Linked DNA regions of Mus musculus: region 1 is linked to region 2. Evidence: chromatin contacts called from public Hi-C data. All regions are on one chromosome and are shown on one strand. Each heading gives the region's core, a stretch centred on a gene start, on an enhancer-like site or on the middle of the called end of the contact. The rest is flanking DNA. Distances are from core to core; before and after follow the strand shown. Region 1 overlaps Prkcb (protein kinase C, beta). Region 2 overlaps Prkcb (protein kinase C, beta).

Region 1 (4,293 bases), core at 507-3,006, 100 kb after region 2:
GGCGAAAAGGGCCCAGAGTTGACACAGCAGGGTTGCATAGGAATCAGAAGCTGGGGGAGAAAGCTCGTGAGCTGGAGAAGAAGGGCAAGGTGAGAAGTGCAGATACTGACGGAGCCTGGAGGCCAGCACGTGCCATGTGCTCTGTATGCTAAGAGGTATCACAGTTGGCCATTTTGTGTCAGGTTGGGTTTCTTTTGGACCTGACACAGATCTATCTATCTCTCTCTCTCTCTCTCTCTCTCTCTCTCTCTCTCTCTCTCTCTCTCTCTCTCTCTCTCTCTCCCTCTCTCAGTTTGATACAGAATCTCCTAATAGCAATCCTCCTGTCTCAGCTTATGAAGTGCTAGGAATACAAGCATATACTACACCTCCTGGCTCCTATTTCTCTTAAAAGCCAAAATTTTGGAGCTAGGCTAAGTGAATCTCACCTGTAACTATAAGTCCTTGTGTTTGTCTGAGTTCTCCGAGTATCATTTGCTTCACCATTTCAAGAGGGAAAAGAAATAGACTCCCCTCCTTGGGTTACTGTGACAGTCGGGTAGAGTCATGCCTGTAAGAAAAGAAGGAGCAGAGAACACTGAGTTTGTGGGACTTTGACTCCTTGGAAGATAAAGCACACACAGAAAGCGTGTGCCTGTGGCGGGGTCCACGGGGCATCCTGTAAGCAGAATTCATGTCAAATGCACTGCTGAACTGCTGGGTTCTGCCTTTACCCACTGTCAGCCAGTCCTAGGTAAAACTGGAGGCGTGGAGTCAGCTCCACAGTTCATTCTTTCCTGTTCCTTTGCCCTCGTCCTTCTCTTTCTGAATCAGCAACTCCCCCAGATTTCCTCTCTGTTCACATGCTAGCATCTTGCGATCAGAGATCCTCGTTGCTACTTTAGGTTCATTTCTAAGACCAAGCCTATTTGGTGGCTACACTTCAGAGCATATCTATTCATCTTGTTTTTTAGCACTGGCTCACAGACCCAAAGATGGAGGGTTTTGATAATTAAGTAATTTAAACAGAACACCAGAGAAACCTCAGCAGAGCGGAGGGAGCTTTGATACAGGGAACGAGCTGGGCTAGCTTTGGACTATTTAATGAGCTTTCTGAAAGTAATTACTTGAAACTTGGGTCCATTTGACTAATATTTTTCTTCTTCTTCTTCTTTTTTAATTTTCACAAGTGCTTTGCTGAGAAATGCAAATGGCATCTGAATGAACATATCCTTCGAGTTGGTCAAATGTCAGCGTTCCTTACGACAGGAGAAAGGGGTTTGAACATGTAGAAACTGGCCCCACTGGGGGCACCAGTAATTACATAATGCTCATTCTTGAACCCAAATGACAGGCTGTGACATTTTTAATGTGACGCTCAAGGCCATATTTGAGGTTTAGTTTGATTCTCCCTGAGGGACTTTGCTCTGGGGTGGGTATCATTTTGGTCTTTGCTCCTACAGAGATCTGGCTAAAAAACTGTCCCTGGGAAGAAACTCAGACAGTAAGACTGGTTGGTTGACAGTCTGCCCTGACTTTGCTAAGTCATTGGAATAATAATATCTCAGCAGCACTCATTTCCTGGTCTACAATCTGCTCAATGCTTTTCTTTCCTTTTTAGCTAATGACCAAACACCCAGGCAAGCGCCTGGGTTGTGGGCCTGAAGGGGAACGAGACATTAAGGAGCATGCGTTTTTCCGGTATATTGACTGGGAGAAACTCGAACGCAAGGAGATTCAGCCACCTTATAAACCAAAAGCTGTAAGTAGACCTCTCCGCGGCTGGCCGCTCCTTGGACACAACACGCTCTTTCTTTGGTGTGTGCATGCTCTGAATGCTCTAGAGGTGTGGACATCAAAGCATCGACCTGAATATGTCTGTAGCTACCTCTCCCTGTGTGCGCCAAGCCCCTGGATACCAAACGGCAATTATTGCAAAGCCAGGCCCCTGTACGTAAGGGAGAGACAATTGATATGGAGCTGTTGCTGCTGCTGCTGCTGCTTTGATTCAATTACTGTAACTGTCTGAGCCGCCACCTTGGGGGAGGGGGAGGGGTAGGAGGGATGGAGGGGATGGTTCCTGGGTGAGCAGAGTCCAGACTTAACTTCTGAATTGTGATGAAGAATCTAATTTTGCCCTCCTTCCTTCCTCAGTTCAACTGTGTCATTTTCTCTTCAGATTGACATTGAAAAGGTCATGTTGTTTATCTCAATGGTATTTAAATTGAATTCTGAAACCTACAGTACTACCTCTGAGTCCGTAACTGAGAATGGTTCACCAGCCAGCCCTTTCCCCAGGTCAAGAAGAAAGAGTCAGACCCGCAGACCTCCATGAGGTTGGGGTGTAGACAAGTATATCATTGTTGTGATGTCAGAATAAATGCTTCCCATTCCCCTACAGTTGCTGGGGGAAAAAATTGCAGCCCTAAAGACCCAGCAGGGTCCTTGCCAGCTTCTTGCAAGGGGGAGGAGGGGGAGTTTGTGCCTGGGTGAATTAGAATGGTGATTTTATAAGGTGGATGTTTCTTTGTTGATGTTAAGTACAGCCCAGACCTGGTGACTTTATTATGTGTTGTGAAACTACTGACTGAGGCTGTAAAGGGAACATAAACATTGTGATTGAAACTTGAAGTCGTGAGGGTATCAGTGTTCAGAAGAGAAAGGTGATGATGATAGCTATTTTGGTGCGATAATTGTTCATTTCATGAGCATTTATTATGTGCTAGGTGCCATGTTGAGCATTTCATTTACAGCATCTAATTAAACCCTCACAACAGTGTACAAGGTGGGAGCTATTATTCTGGCATGTGGGAGATGAAAGGGGAGACTTAGAGAGGTTCAGGCACTTTGACCAGTCACCCAGCGGCTGAGGTATGGGGTGAAGGGAGAATCCATGTTGTGAAGAGTCCCACTCCATTGGAAGCTTTCTATGTCCAGGGAAAAGGACAGGAGTATGAGAAAATCTCTCAGGTGATTCTCAGCACTCTGCAGAACTGCCCCATCTCTGCTGCACCCCTGCTGAGCCTCATTCTGGATATATCTGAGTGCTAAGAAGCCAGCTCCAATGGACAAGCCAGTTCTGCTGTTGAACATTCCAGATTAATACCAAATCAATCTTCCTAGAAAGTCCAGCAGAGACACACTCTCTCTGGATCCTTCTGGAAATGTGTGGGATTATATCTGGTTTAAACCCCTCCTGAGAGCACAACCATATGACATCACTTTTGAGTGTCATTATCATTCATCTTAAAACAAAGACACAGGCTGGAGCATGGCATTCCTAATAGCATCTGACCATCAGCAAGTAGACTCTGTCGCTTGACTATTACAGAGCCTGTGCGCTTTGACTAGTCTCTGACCTAATTACTTTTTCATCTCTGTATTGTAGCAAGGTAATGGTTTCTGCATCAGAGGATCAGTGTGAAAGAGAAAGCACTTGGGAGGAGCTTAGTTCATGACAAATTCTCAAGGAGTGTTGATTATGGTGGTCAGTGATGTCATTGAGTGGTTAGTGTTTTGGGTTTAGGGTCTTTGAAGGGCCAAGTTAGAAGTACTGTTTCTTAAAGGAAGTGTCTGTGCTCGGTGCTGGAGAGGATGGAGCTACGTGTCCTTGGCAGTACAGTTGCCTTTACTGAACCCTTTGGGAATAAATCAAAAGGTAACTTGGAAGGGATGAGCAGGCTCTTTGTTCTGGAAACTGATGACTCAGAGGTAAGACAATGACCCACTAGAGTATATGTGTGTATGTGTGTGTGTGCGCGCGCATATGTGTGTGAGTGTGGGCGTGTTTGTTTAAATGCTGAGGTGTGCACATGTATGTGTGCATATGTGTGTATGTGTGTGCCTGTATGTATTTATGCATGTTTATGCATAGGTGTATGCGTGTGTGTATGAGTGTATGTGTGAGTGGGTGTTTGTTTAAATGGTGAGGATGTGTGTGTGTGTGTGTGTGTGTGTGTGTGTTTAGATGTTGAGGTGTGTATGTGAGTGTGCATATTTGTGTACAGAAGGTGTGTATGTGCATGTGGAGGCCCGAAGCTGACTTCTGGATTGTTCCTTGATCATTTTTCACCGTGTTCACTATGCCAGGGTCTCTCAGTAAAAACCCAGATCACTAACAGAACTGGTCTGGTTAACCAGGTTGATCTGAGCATCCTATCCCAGCCTTCGTAACTCTGGAATTGCAGATGGACTGCCACATGAATCCAGAATTTGTGTGGCTTCTGGCGATTCAAGCTCTTCCAGCCTTTCTGCATGTGTGGCAAGCATTTATCCCTGCAATCTTTCTCTCAGCGCACCCCTCCACTTAGGTTT
Region 2 (4,073 bases), core at 60-2,559:
TAAGGTTTTGGTGAGGATTAAATGAGATTCATGTATAACCTGCGTTCAGTACAAGTCTTTTACAGGAGCTCACTCATCGTCATGTATTACAATTATTTAGTCTTTTTAAAAAATCATATTCTGAGATAAGTCATTTTTAGTCTTATTAAAAAAAAGAACAGAAGGAAATGGACTTCGTTCGACTCAGAAAGGGATGGTGAGTCACTGAGAGTGTTTCAGGCTCAGGGACGACATGATAAGATCTATGCTCCGAGAAGATTAATTTGTCTGCAGCTCGTAGGCTGACCTGCAAGAAGAGGGTACTGAGGTAGGTCTGTCAGGCAGGAGACTGACGTAAGTGTTCCAGCCGCTCAGTACAACATGGCAGCCACCAGCCACATGGGATCATTTAAATAGGAATCAATGAGAATTAAATGAAAAGTAAAGAATTCAGTTCTTCCTGTACAATAGCCAGACTTCACATCCTCAGCAGCCAGTGACCAGGGGCTGCTAGCAGGGAGAGCACACATTTCCATTCTTCCAGTAAGTTCTGTCAGACAGCGCTGGCCAAAAGTGGTGGTTCTCATACCTCAGGAGCCTCAGAATAAGCTGGAAGTTTTGTTACAGTAACGGAACACTCAGTTTGGTCTTTACTTCAAGAGGTCTGGGTGGTGTCTGTTGCCTATTAGCCTGCTGCAGTTTTGTGGACAATAGATGGAGAAACCACTTCTCAGTCTATGGGCTGGGAGAGAGAGGATCTTTCATCACACATAGGAAAGTACACGTCTCGGCTGTTTGCTCTAGCTCTGCCCCTGTCAGGTTTGGATCCAGCCTCTCTCTAGGACTGAGCGTCTGGGACCAGTCCTGGGGTTTTGTATTAGGGCAAGGTGTGCATGGGAGCTCGCTGTGGATTTTTGTGTTTGTTTTTGTTTTGAGACTCAGGTGTTCCCAGGCTGGCCTCCAACTTACTCTTGTAGTCAGGATAGCCTTGAACTCCCCATCCCCCTGCCTCTCCCTCCCAGGTGCTGGGAATTCAGGTGTGCACCACCACACCTCCTTCATGCTAGGGACTTGTTAGGCAGGCACCTTCCTAACCCAGCTCCATCCCCAGCCCTGCAGCTGCTGCAGTGGAAGCCAGTGCTGAAAGCAAGTATAAGTCAGAGCTTGGGCACCAGAGGGGTGCATCACAGAGCAGAGAAGGGACTGTCGCTCCCTGTCACCCTGCAGTTCACCTTCTGAGCCGTGGCTGGGGAAGAAGGAGGGGACAGAAGCTTTGAGGACCAAAAAGTCAAGGATTTGCTGCCTTTGTTCTTCCGTCACACCTGACAACTCTCTCCCTGAGGCAAGAGGAGATGACTCATGTCTAGCTGCAGGGCCTGGGTGGCGGGAAGAGCCTCGGGGCACAAGTGACAAAATCCAGTAAAGTGGGAATTGGGGAAACAAATCATTTAAAGCCATAGCCTATTATATATAGAGTCACTGTGTGCTGAAGGAAGAAACATCCTAGGGCTTGCTCTCTGTGAGCCAGAGATGGTATCTCAGGTGGGTCGGCTCTGCAGGGCATCCCTTTCCTTCTGAGCATTCTAGCCAGGCAGGGATGGGGGTGGGGTCTGTGCTAGAATGCACTTTATCTCTGCCATGCAAGCTTTTTGGAGATGAGCATCAGATTTATATCAGTGTCTGGTTAGGCATTCTTCCAAAAACCACCACCAGTATTTCTCCAGTAGGTAGCAAGTAGCTGTGACCTTCTTGGGGTGGCTGTTCTTGAAGTCCCACCAGTTTTCCCAGGATGCTCCCACATCATAGACATCCCCAGAGCTCAGTGTCTAAATGCCTAGGTATGTCAGAGGTTCCCCAGAATCCTCTTGCAATGATGAGGATGACATGGCCAGATGGTATCTTAACTCTTTGCTTGAGTGGTTTGGAAGTGTCTTTTGAATGAAACATGTGTATCTCTGCACATGTGTGTATGTCCAGTGGCAAAGAATAGGGGCCGTGTGGGGAGAGTTCAAAAGGTGCTAATCATGAATGGCTTTGAGATATGAACAGCTCAGAAAATTAGACAATGGGAATGGCAACTTCCCTTAGACTAGGCTCTTTACTTTATCATCCACACATGTTCCTCTGTCATGTACTTATCTATCCATCTGTCTGTCCATCGATCCATCCATCCATCCACCCCCCCACCCACCCATTCACCTATCCATATACTCATCTACTTATTGATTCATTCTTCCATCCAATCACCCACCCATCCCTCCATGTATCTACCCATTCAGCTATCAACCCATCCATCATGCAAACACTGAGCCATTCATATGTACATCCATCTGTGCAAACATCTATCACTCTACCTATCTACCCACCCAGCCACCCAGCCACTGGTCTGTCTTCCTACCCATCTGTCCATCTGTCCATTTACCCATTGATCCATGCACACACACAGCCCCAACATCTAACTATCGCTCTGTCATGCATTTATGATAAATGGGTTTACCAGGAACATTTCCCTCTTTTTCATGGCTTCTGCGCTACCGAGGATATTTGACAGTATATAACACGGAGACATTTCTCTGCTGGGACTCCTTCAACAGATTGTTTCTTACCCCATCGCCTCTGTACAACAGTAGAAGAAACAGAAAACTTATCTTCCTGTGACAGCTCTTTCCTCCGACTGCCTGGGGAACATGACTTGAGCATGTGGCTGTCAGGTTCTCAAAAATCCTTTGAGTTCCATGACTCAGTGATGTGGTTAATGTAGATAGGACTCTTCTATCAAAACGGGGAGCCCATTGAAGAAATGAGAAAATATGCACTGTTTCTCCAGAGAAGGGAAGCAAGACTGCCTTCCTCAGAGCTGGGGAGGCTTCTGTCCCAAGTGTCTGGAAATTAAACCCATCACTTAGTGATCACAGTGAGCAGATTGTGTGGCTTCTGGCTTTTGCTGCTTGGGCTGTGCAAAGCTACTGTGAACAGTTTTGATTGAATGTCCAAATTAAGCTGCCAAGTAGCAACTCTGCAGCTCCAGGGACCCCATGTTAGTATTTATGTCACATCTTTAGAAATAATCACATTCGAAACAGAGCCCAGAGCCATGTCATCTGCCTCTGCAGCGAAGGGACTGGGGGCTGCTTGCTACATCTACTCAGGACCTAGGCAAAGACAGGGCCTCATGGGCACCTCATCTTGGTTCCTTTCTTGAGGGTGTGAATGAGGAAGCATTAAGTCTTGTTTGTCCCTGTTCTCCCTCAACAGGGGACAGGAGGGAGGCGTTCTCTAAACAAGAAGAGGCAAAGCTGACTTTTTGTCTGCTCAATTCCCAGAACAGATGTCCTCAGTATACAGAAAGACCCTCAGGGCTAGCCTAGGGAACAGATGTTCATGGGGAGGGGTTCTCTGGTCTGACAAGTTTCTCTTTTGTCTCCATTTAGCCTCACATGCTCTGTCCTATTCAAAGTGACAAACATTATATCCTAGAAGGACCCAGTCAGGGAATTGTTCTCACTCCTGGGAACTTCGAGGCATAAGGAGACTGGGCTGGAGACCTCAGTGGGCACTTGCTCAAATGCTTCCTAGGATGAGGAGGGACCTATGGGCTCCGACTGTGACAGTCTGGGGTCATAGTAGATATAGAGTAACCCTGAGAATCGCAGGTCCCTTCAGTTATCGGGGGCACTTGTGCCTAAGACAGTTAACACTAGGTGTATTCAGTTATAAAATAACCATGACTTCCAATATTCTGACTCTCAGGAAAAGTCAGTTATGGAACCCACAGCTCCATGAGTCTCACAGTGATGTAAGCTCAGAACTCAGGAGAATAAGAGTGACTTGGGACATTCAAGTTGCCTCTGACTCCAGTGTATTTATGTGTTATTTTTAAAAGTACTTGTATTATTAAAAAGCATGTGTATGTGTGTGAGTATGCGCACCTCCGTACAGGTTACCTGTAGAGGCCATAAGACAGTGTTGGGACTCTTGGAGCAGGAATTACAAGAAGTGGTGAGCTGTCCAGTGTGGGTGCTGGGAACTGAATATAGGTAGCAAGCACTTTTGGCCACCGAGCCATCTCTCCAGTCACAGCCATCTCTCTAGCT

What was found. A called contact is a pair of places that touch in the nucleus more often than the background predicts.
Region 1: a Hi-C map of the N1E-115 cell line shows a contact between it and region 2, with 2.4 times the contacts expected there. The contact joins two enhancer-like sites. A contact is called at or near these places in 4 of 484 Hi-C or Micro-C datasets (the HPC-7 cell line, the N1E-115 cell line, embryonic fibroblasts and 1 more), 1 of 115 datasets of contacts at active chromatin or transcription factors (embryonic basal ganglia) and 3 of 9 other capture datasets (adipose tissue, embryonic stem cells and liver).

What each region holds. Positions count from the first base shown.
Region 1 is chr7:122,599,090-122,603,382 of GRCm38.p6, forward strand. Prkcb (protein kinase C, beta) reads left to right here. Exons shown (of 17, transcript NM_008855.2): 16 at 1,601-1,741. Among named protein-coding and RNA genes, the nearest start is that of Cacng3, 71 kb to the right of the region's middle. Within about 2 kb of position 1,757, at least 5 of the 459 cell types and tissues checked have an H3K27ac peak or open chromatin away from gene starts, as enhancers often do. A contact at or near this core is called in the N1E-115 cell line, where this site is marked.
Region 2 is chr7:122,497,367-122,501,439 of GRCm38.p6, forward strand. All of the region lies in intron 5 of Prkcb (protein kinase C, beta), which reads left to right. Among named protein-coding and RNA genes, the nearest start is that of Cacng3, 170 kb to the right of the region's middle. Within about 2 kb of position 1,310, at least 14 of the 459 cell types and tissues checked have an H3K27ac peak or open chromatin away from gene starts, as enhancers often do. A contact at or near this core is called in the N1E-115 cell line, where this site is marked.